2 separate regions of the Pan troglodytes genome follow, and region 2 is linked to region 1. The links are chromatin contacts, called in public HiChIP or PLAC-seq maps. All regions are on one chromosome and are shown on one strand. Each heading gives the region's core, a stretch centred on a gene start, on an enhancer-like site or on the middle of the called end of the contact. The rest is flanking DNA. Distances are from core to core; before and after follow the strand shown. Region 1 holds the start of NETO2 (neuropilin and tolloid like 2). Region 2 holds the start of ITFG1 (integrin alpha FG-GAP repeat containing 1).

Evidence for each region. HiChIP or PLAC-seq counts read pairs in DNA pulled down with a chosen protein or histone mark.
Region 2: a contact with region 1 is called in an H3K4me3 HiChIP or PLAC-seq map of stem cell-derived excitatory neurons, with 9 times the contacts expected there. The contact joins the promoter of ITFG1 here to the promoter of NETO2 in region 1. A contact is called at or near these places in 1 of 7 Hi-C or Micro-C datasets (stem cell-derived neural progenitor cells) and 1 of 1 datasets of contacts at active chromatin or transcription factors (stem cell-derived excitatory neurons).

What each region holds. Positions count from the first base shown.
Region 1 is chr18:45,166,804-45,170,781 of NHGRI_mPanTro3-v2.0_pri, forward strand. It overlaps NETO2 (neuropilin and tolloid like 2), which reads right to left and starts at 2,314. Exons shown (of 9, transcript XM_016929793.3): 1 at 1,948-2,314. The coding sequence starts at 1,981. It overlaps LOC134808753 (a long non-coding RNA gene), which reads left to right and starts at 2,427. Exons shown (of 5, transcript XR_010152344.1): 1 at 2,427-2,853.
Region 2 is chr18:45,435,724-45,439,959 of NHGRI_mPanTro3-v2.0_pri, forward strand. ITFG1 (integrin alpha FG-GAP repeat containing 1) reads right to left here and starts at 1,578. Exons shown (of 18, transcript XM_520622.6): 1 at 1,170-1,578. The coding sequence starts at 1,377. PHKB (phosphorylase kinase regulatory subunit beta) reads left to right here and starts at 1,461. Exons shown (of 32, transcript XM_063797099.1): 1 at 1,461-1,759; 2 at 4,216-4,236.

The sequences.
Region 1 (3,978 bases), core at 1,064-3,563:
CAAGTTGATACCACAGAAGACTTTAAAAATAACTTGCTTTCTCTCTAGGAAGCCGCCACCAATAGCAGCAACAACAATAATAATTCAGCTTGAGCTTTAAAAATACTCCAGCATGTAAAAATAGTGTAGGCTAACACCGAAAAAAGAAAAGCCAGACACTATATTGTTTTCACCGTAGCTCTGCCATCACCAGAATCGTTTCCTGAAAGGTGCAAAACTCAACGCTTCACCACGATAGCCAGAGAGGGCAGTGTGCACCCACGGGAAAGGCAAAGGCAGAAACGCTGCAAATCCCTTCACCATTGGAGGAGGCTCTACCAGCCCCTACCCTATCCAGCTCGATTTTATCAAGTTCTGCAGGTAAAGCGGCGTGACAGATCTACGCGATTTCATCCGGGGGTGCTCTCGGATGCACGGTCAGTAGCATGCTGACAACCTTACCGTAGTGAGGGCGCAATCCGACAACGGCAGAAAATTCAGATAAGCAACACGATCAGAAATCCTAGTGTGCATACGGTTTATCACGAAAGAGTAAAAACATTCCTTTCCCAGGAATGACTGTAAAAATTAGGAGTTAGAGATATGAAAGCCACAGGATGAATTTCAGAGTTGTTTTCAATTGTAATAAAGGAATCACTATGGATTTACGGTTTGTGAAATATTCATCAGCTAGAAAGTCCTAGGTTACCTTAGTACAAGCTGTAGATACGTTTACAGTGGGGTAGTTAAACGTTTCGAATTACTGAAATCTCAATTCCGAATTTAGGAATATGTGGAGAGTAGACAATGTGTCCAATTAAAATAAGCAAAATTACACTGAACTTTCTAATAAAACAAATTTGAAAAAAGTGCTGTTAGGGAGCAGGAAAAAAGTCACTCTACAAATATTAAGATACAGTGCTGAGTTATACCTGACACCGTTAATAATGCCTCAGCCGTACCCTCGAAATTTTTTAAAAAAGAACATGTTACGACATTACAAACATGTCAGCTTTCAATTTAAATCAGCAGGGGGGAAAAGGGAAGTCCTTTACTGAGTGGTGGTGCTGTTTTCCCTTTGGAAATTGAAAAGACGATTTATTCAGCCCGAGTTTCAGGAGCAACTTTGTATCCCAATCCTAATTATCTATGTATATAAATTTTCATCTAAATTACCACCTCCTGGGAAATGCAAAGCGGGTGGAGTATGTTTTAGAGCTCTGTGCTCTGGGCAAGCCAACTGTTTTAATTCCCAGTACAACAAATTAGTAAGAACCGAACACCAGCGGCGGGGAATTCTGAGACCTCTGGCGGAGCGCGAGGAGCGCCGCGTCCCGGGAAGCACCCGAGCAGCAGCGCTCCCCGGGGGCCGGGACAAGCCGGGTCCGCGGCGCCCGCGCGCCGCCCCCGGAGCCCGCAGTGGTGCCGCAGCCTCCGTGGCCGCAGCAGGTGGGACCCGGCTGGCCCGGCAGGCCCCGTTCCCCGCCGCGAGGTGCAGGCGCCGCGGGGCTATTCGAAAACCGCTGCACGACGTCACGGCCGCGGTTTTTATTGTTCTCGTGGAATTACTTTTTGCCATCACATCTGGAGAAAGAGCGGCCTCCGCTCCACGACAGGAATCTCACAACTTTGCAAAGGGATGCGCGGAATTCTACGGAAGCGGCGCGAGGGCGCAGCCCGGAGGGCCCTGCTGGGCCCAGGGGCCTCCTGGCCGCCTTCCCGACCCGATCCCTCTTCCACACGCGCCCCGCGAACGTCGGCCGGACTCGCAGGGGTCAGAGGCGGCGCGCCCGGAGAGCCGGGCAGGGCGCGCGCCCCGCGGTCCGCTCCAAGTAGCCGCGAGCCCCGCCAGACAAAGAGGCGCGTCGGGTCCCGGGCGCGGGTAAGGGACGCAGAGGCGCGGGCAGGGCGGCGCGCCAGCCTCGGCCCGCAGGGGGCGCCGTCCGCGGCCCCAGCGCCGGTCCTTACCTTTGAGGACCGAGCAGAGCCGCTCCAGGGCCATGTTCCCGAGCTGCCCGGCGCTTCGCGAGGGGCTGAGGTAGCGGCGGCGGTGGCTCGGCGCTCACGGCTCGGCGCGGCGGCGACGGCCCCACTCCGTCCCCATCGCCGGCCAGCAGCTGCCTCCCCGCTCCCCTGAGGAGAGCTCAGGTCCTGCGGCCCGCCATGCCCGAGCCCCCCAGTGGGCTCCCGCGCGGCCCGAGCACCCCGACGGGCGCCGCCTCCTGCTCCGCGGCGCCCCGTCCCATCGACCGCCCGAGGGCCGAGGAGTGCGGACGCGCGGCGCGGGACCGGCGGGCAGCTCCGCCCGCGGCCCCGGCGCGGGATCCACTGAAGTGGCGGGCGCGGGGCGCCCAGGCTCATTTAAGCAGGGAGCGCGAGCGCCGCGTGCCGGCTGCGCCGCCTGTGCGCATGTGCCCGCCCCGCCCCGCGCCTCGCGCGCCCGCCGCGGCCTCGCGCCGTGGGACGGCGTCGCTCCCCGCCGGCTGCCGTTAGGGCTGGGAGCCGGCTGGGCGCGGGGGCCGTGAGGGCGCCTCTCGCCGTGGCTGCGCGGCGGCCTCGTCCGAGAGGCCGGCGCCGGGGCAGTGAATGGCCCGTGCCCAGCCGCCGCGCAGGGCGCCCGGGGCAGCTGGCCGAGCCCTCGATGCCTCCCGTCTGACGGAGGCGCCCGGGAAGCGCCGCCCACCTCGGCCCCGCACCCTCGCTGGCCTGCCGGGTCTCCGCCAGCCCTAGCAGACAGAGAGGGGCGCCGGTCCCTGGTCCCCCAGACCTCCATTCAAGGTCAAAACTTTGCCCAGCTCAGCCTTGCTCGACCCTGGGCAGGGAAGCGCGGACATCGGCAGAGGGAGCCCGAGGCTCTCCGTGCCCCTCGCGCCGGTGAGTTCCCGACCCGCGGCGCTGCCGGCGTTTCCCTAGCGCCCGCCAGGTTGACAGGCACTTTAGTACCAACTCCTCAGACTCCCCCTCATGAAGTAGGTTTTAGGGGATTGGAAAGTCGAGGCCAGAGAGGTGAAGCCCTTCGTCCAGAGCCGCGTAGCGAATGAGCGGCAGGGCTGTGCACCTCCCCCGGGGCTGCCCTCCTAGCAGCTAACCACTACGCTGGGCAGCTTCGCCAGCTGATGGGAGTCTCCAGGTCTGCCAACAACTGCATGGCTGTTGGTGGCATTCATGATCCTGCTTTATTTTCTCCATAGCGGTTATCACACTGATATGACCTTCCTCATTTATTTATTTGTTCATCCTTTATATCTCCCTCACCCTCACACCATTAAAATATCAGCTGCTTGCAGGCAGGCCGACTGCATTCATTTTTTTCACTCCACACATACGTATTGGGTGTTAATTATGTGCAGAAGACAATGATTGGTGCTGGAGATAACAACCGTGATCAAGGCCTTACCATAATAGAATATTTATGCCTGTCTCTGCGTGTAGTAGGAACTCTGTAAACGTTTGTCTAACCAATTGTAGCTAAAGACAATGTCAGGCAACTGAAAAATTTTTCAGGTGTTAAGCTCTTCTCTCTCACTTTGTATTCCTTCAAGAAAGGTACAAAAGCATAAATAATTCATGAGATTTACAAAGGAAAAACATACTTAACACCAATTAATATCGAGGTGTTTCACCCTTTGCCATGTGCTGTGAATGGGGGCATAAAAGATGGGTAAGTTTGGGTTCCTAAAGGTAACCACCTACTACAGTTAAGATCGCACACGAGAACCAATTAGGAAATAAAACATTTAAGAACTTTTTCCCACGGATATAAAAAGGTGGCTCACGCATGTAATCCCAGAACTTTGGGAGGCTGAGGCAGGCGGGTCACCCGAGGTCAGAGGTTTGAGACCAGCCTGGCCGACATGGTGAAACCCCATCTCTACTAAAAATACAAAAATTAGCTGGGCGTGGTGGCACGCGCCTGTAGTCCCAGCTACTAGGGAGGCTGAGGCAGGAGAATCGCTTGAACTGCACTCCAGCTTGGGCAACAGCGAGACTCCATCTCAA
Region 2 (4,236 bases), core at 328-2,827, 270 kb after region 1:
CCTCCTATGGGGCCATCCTCCAGAGGCTGACACATTCTTGGAGCTCAATTAGCACTCATTGAGACAGACTTTTGGAATTGTTTAATCAAACACAGGCCATCGTTAAAGTCAAGGCTACTCTCTGTATCCAGTTTGGACACAGCAGCAACAGGTTTGGCAGTACACTGCAAAATCAGGAGTCAAAAAGATTGGGAAAATATTCAGGGTCTGTAAGAGGCTCCTGCATCCCGGCAAGGGCTCCAAGAAGTCTGGTTCAGGATCCTGTCAGGCAAGCTCTGAGCAGCTCTTCCTTCCTTCCTTCACAGCATTGATCTTTAAGCAGCACCTGCTTCTGTAGGTACTCAAGAACGCTAAGACCCCCTAATGCCCACTGTCAGCATCAAGATTTACAAAAAAGTTAGTTTAACGATTGTCAAAGCAAAGAATTTCCAAGAACAAGTTAGCAAAGAAAGTAGACATTTGGAACACTAAGGTGAGGACCAAGATGAGGAAGGAGTACACGAAAGAACAGGCAGCTCAAGAGAGAAATTTCTGTAGTTTGAGACTGCTTTCCCAAGGAGGCATTAGGTTTATCAGTGGTCCCTGAAAAATGCTTGTGTGAGCTGTTTAGTGTTTAGGCCCTTGGAAGGGTACATTCGCTTCATAGAAAGCTGTGGCCTTGACAAAGAGAGGGGTGGGCGAATTAGGTAGGTGGGGAGGCAAGAAGAAGCCCCCTATGAGAAGAGATTGTCAAGTTGCACCTCTCCATGTTCATCAACGGGGAAGGAAGACTGAAGCAAAATAGAAAGGAATGAGTGGGCCTTGGGAGCGAACGTTGAGGCAAGCTACAAAGATTCCTAGGAATCAGGAAGCACTTTGGAAGACAGGTGATTCCATGGGGAGGAGGGGGTAAGGTGACTGGGTGAAGGCCGCAGACTTCTTAGGAACAAAACTGAGGTGCCGTCAGGGCTTTTGAGGGTAGGTCAAACTGTAGGGTAGCTGGGTCAGAACCTGGGGTTGGAAAGGGTGGTGCAAAAGGACAAGCTGTTAAGAATGCTAAAGGGAAGGCCACAGGGCTGGGAGAGAAGGACCAGGAAATGCAGAAGGACCGGCCATTCGGCAATGGGTTTGGGGAACACCGGGAGAGGCACACGGACAGCGAACAGAGGGAGGGCCCGGCAAGCACTGACTTTCCCGCAGCACGAAGAGATCCGTCTGCTTGTCGGAGTTGAGGTCCCCGAAAGCCGCAAGGGTGCCCCAGGCCTCGGCCCCAAAGAGCTCGGCCGTGACGTTGTGCAGCGCCCGCGCTGGGACCGGCCCGACTCCCAGTAGTGCAAGCCCTGCGAGGAGCGGCGAGAAGAGGGCCCAGGAGCTCGGCAGCCGGCCCGCCGCCGCCATGGCAGCCCCTCAGCCCCCGCCCGCCGGCCCAACGCCGCGCTTGACGACAGCCGCAAAGCACCGCGTTACCGGCCGAGAGAGTGGCGCGCAGCCCCGGGACGCGTAAGAGCCGCTGCCGGCTCCTTTTTCTCTCTCCCACTAGGGCTGCCCTTCCGACGCTAAAAAAGCAGTGGAGCTAGGGTGAAAGCCGCCCTCACGCTCACTTCCGGCAGGCGCGCCTCCCGACAGTGTCGTGCGGGGGGGCGTGGCCCGGCATTGCTGACAGGCGGCCCCGTGGGCGGTGGCCAAGGCGGCGGCCGGAGCGCGATGGCGGGGGCGGCGGGACTCACGGCAGAAGTGAGCTGGAAGGTCTTGGAGCGAAGAGCTCGGACCAAGCGCTCAGGTTTGGCTGGCTGGGGCGCCGCCCCCCACCCGAGTACCTTGGGTGGGCTTCCCCTCAAGCGCCTTGGCGGGAGGCAGGTGGGGGCCCTGGGAATGAACCTGTGCCCCGAGTTCCTCTTTAGAAAGCAGGTGGCGGCCCTGGCCTTGTTTCTAATATCTTCCTCCACCTCTAAAAATTAGGTGGCAGAGCCAGCTCCACTCTGTGTGTGCCCCCAACTGTATTCCGCTTGTGAGCCCCACTCGGAAAGTAGGCAGCGGTCCGGACTTCCCTTAGAGTCTTCTAACTTAAAAATCGGGCGGCGGCACATTCCTGGGAAAGGGAATGTGTCCTCCCTGTGAATGTTCTCTGCGAAAGTCAGATAGCTTAATCAGACCAAGTCAGATGTAACTACGATCTGGCTGCAGAAAGCCGGCGTCTGGGCTCCTTGCCTTACGTCTTATATCCCTTTTACATTCCCCACAGGTTCTAAGCAGTAGACCTGTCATCTGTCTAGCAGAAACTGAAGGAGACTAGGCCTCAGATCTTGAAGAGTATAGTTAGGGCTCAGAAAGAAAAGGGCTCCTTAAGTGGCCCCAGGTTGTGTGGTTTCCAAACCCGAAAGTATAGAGGTCAGAAGGTGCCTTGCAGGCAGTTTTAACAGTTCCAAGTGTCCCGAACTGACTTGTTCAAATTGCAACGTCATGACTTGTGGCGTTATTAAAACTTCCCGTATTCCTGGTTGGCTGGATATAATCTTGAACAAAAGGCATGCACTTAAACAGGAAAGGCGAAAGGCGGAATGCAGGTTTTCAGCTAAGGAGCTTCCCTTTTAAAGAATTGACGAACTATGTCATTATTGGGGGGCGGGTGTGAAAGGTGTTAGCTAGGAAAATTAACTTTGCACTTGCATTGATATTAAGAAATTATTTTCGGACGGGCGCGGTGGCTCACGCCTGTAATCCCAGCACTTTGGGAGGCCGAGGCGGGCGGATCACCTGAGGTCAGGAGTTCGAGACCAGCCTGGCCAACCTGGTAAAACCTCATCTCTACTAAAAATACAAAAATTACCTGGGCGTGGTGGCGGGCGCCTGTAACCCCAGCTACTCGGGAGTCTGAGGCAGGAGAATTGCTTGAACCTGGGAGGCGGAGGCTGCAGTGAGTGGAGGTCGCACCACTGCAATCCAGCGTGGGCGACAGAGTGAGACTCCGTCTCAAAAAAAAAAAAAAGAAATTATTTTCTCACCTAATATGTTCTCCTTACGTTTTGGGCTTTTCCTATTTATGAAGTTCTTAGTTGTCTGTTGTGCACACTGACTTCTTTTTTTTTTTTTGGAGAAAGTAAATCTAATTTCTGAAAATCTAATTTCAGAAATCATACACCCAACACTCTGTTTTTTTATACCTTACAAAAAGTTCAGCTTTATATACTTAGGGTTATAGTAAAATTACCATCTATGAAGTATGAGATAATTTTTTCAAAAAGTAGTCCTTAGTACTACTAAGAATCAATAAAGTGACTTGGAATAGTCACGTATTTGTTTCACACTTTTTCTTAAATTGTTTTTGTGTGATATAGAAATACTGAGTTGGCTACTAATGATGTGGCTATCTGGATATAAAAAGTGTTATTGGATTGGTTATGTCTGAACAAAGAGAGTAACTGGAGTTTTCTTACAGGGACCTGAGTACTGCCCCCAACATATATTTTTGCAACATTTCTCTTTAACTTTCATAAGCTCATAGAGTTGATTTTCTTCGTCAGTCTTTGTTTCCTCTGAAATGCATGTCATAACAGTAAGCTTTGAAAACCTTACTTCTCTTTTCTTAGCTGAGAAAAAAAATTCTAGTGTTAACTGTTGTTGAGTGCAGTTATTTAAATCCACTTTTATGTGCAAAGTGCATAGTATCAATGTTGAGTGTTCCTGTATGTTTACATCATAGTAGTAAAGAGATACCACTTGAAGTTATTCCTCCAAATTAATAGTTAAATTTGAGGTTTCAGATTCTTATAAGTATATGAAGTACAGAGGATAAAGTTAATAACTCGAGTTAATAACTTCCTGTATCATTAAAAGCAATCAACTTGATTCTGTTTGTTACTTTTAGAAGAATATATAAATGGAGCTTTGTTAGACACTTGACTAACCTGACTCCAGTATAGAGTCCTCCCCACAGAGTTCTGAGCATTGTTACATAGTAGCATAATTACTTCACTGCACAACAGAGGATACTACTTTCATGTAATGTTTAATAAGTGGATATTATATAGTTTCTGCCTCATCCATATGAGCAAGTGTAATTTATCAAAGCAAAGAAAATCACATTTTCAAGTCATAAAAGAGAAAATAAAATTATAATGATCCTCAGTTACTGCCTTTGTTGCATACTGCATCATGTTAATAACTGCTCACGCTGCTTTCAATTAATTTACACTGATTGCTTCTAACCTTTACTAAACAGTTTTAAAATTGCTATAGCTTAGCCTGCGACGCTTATGA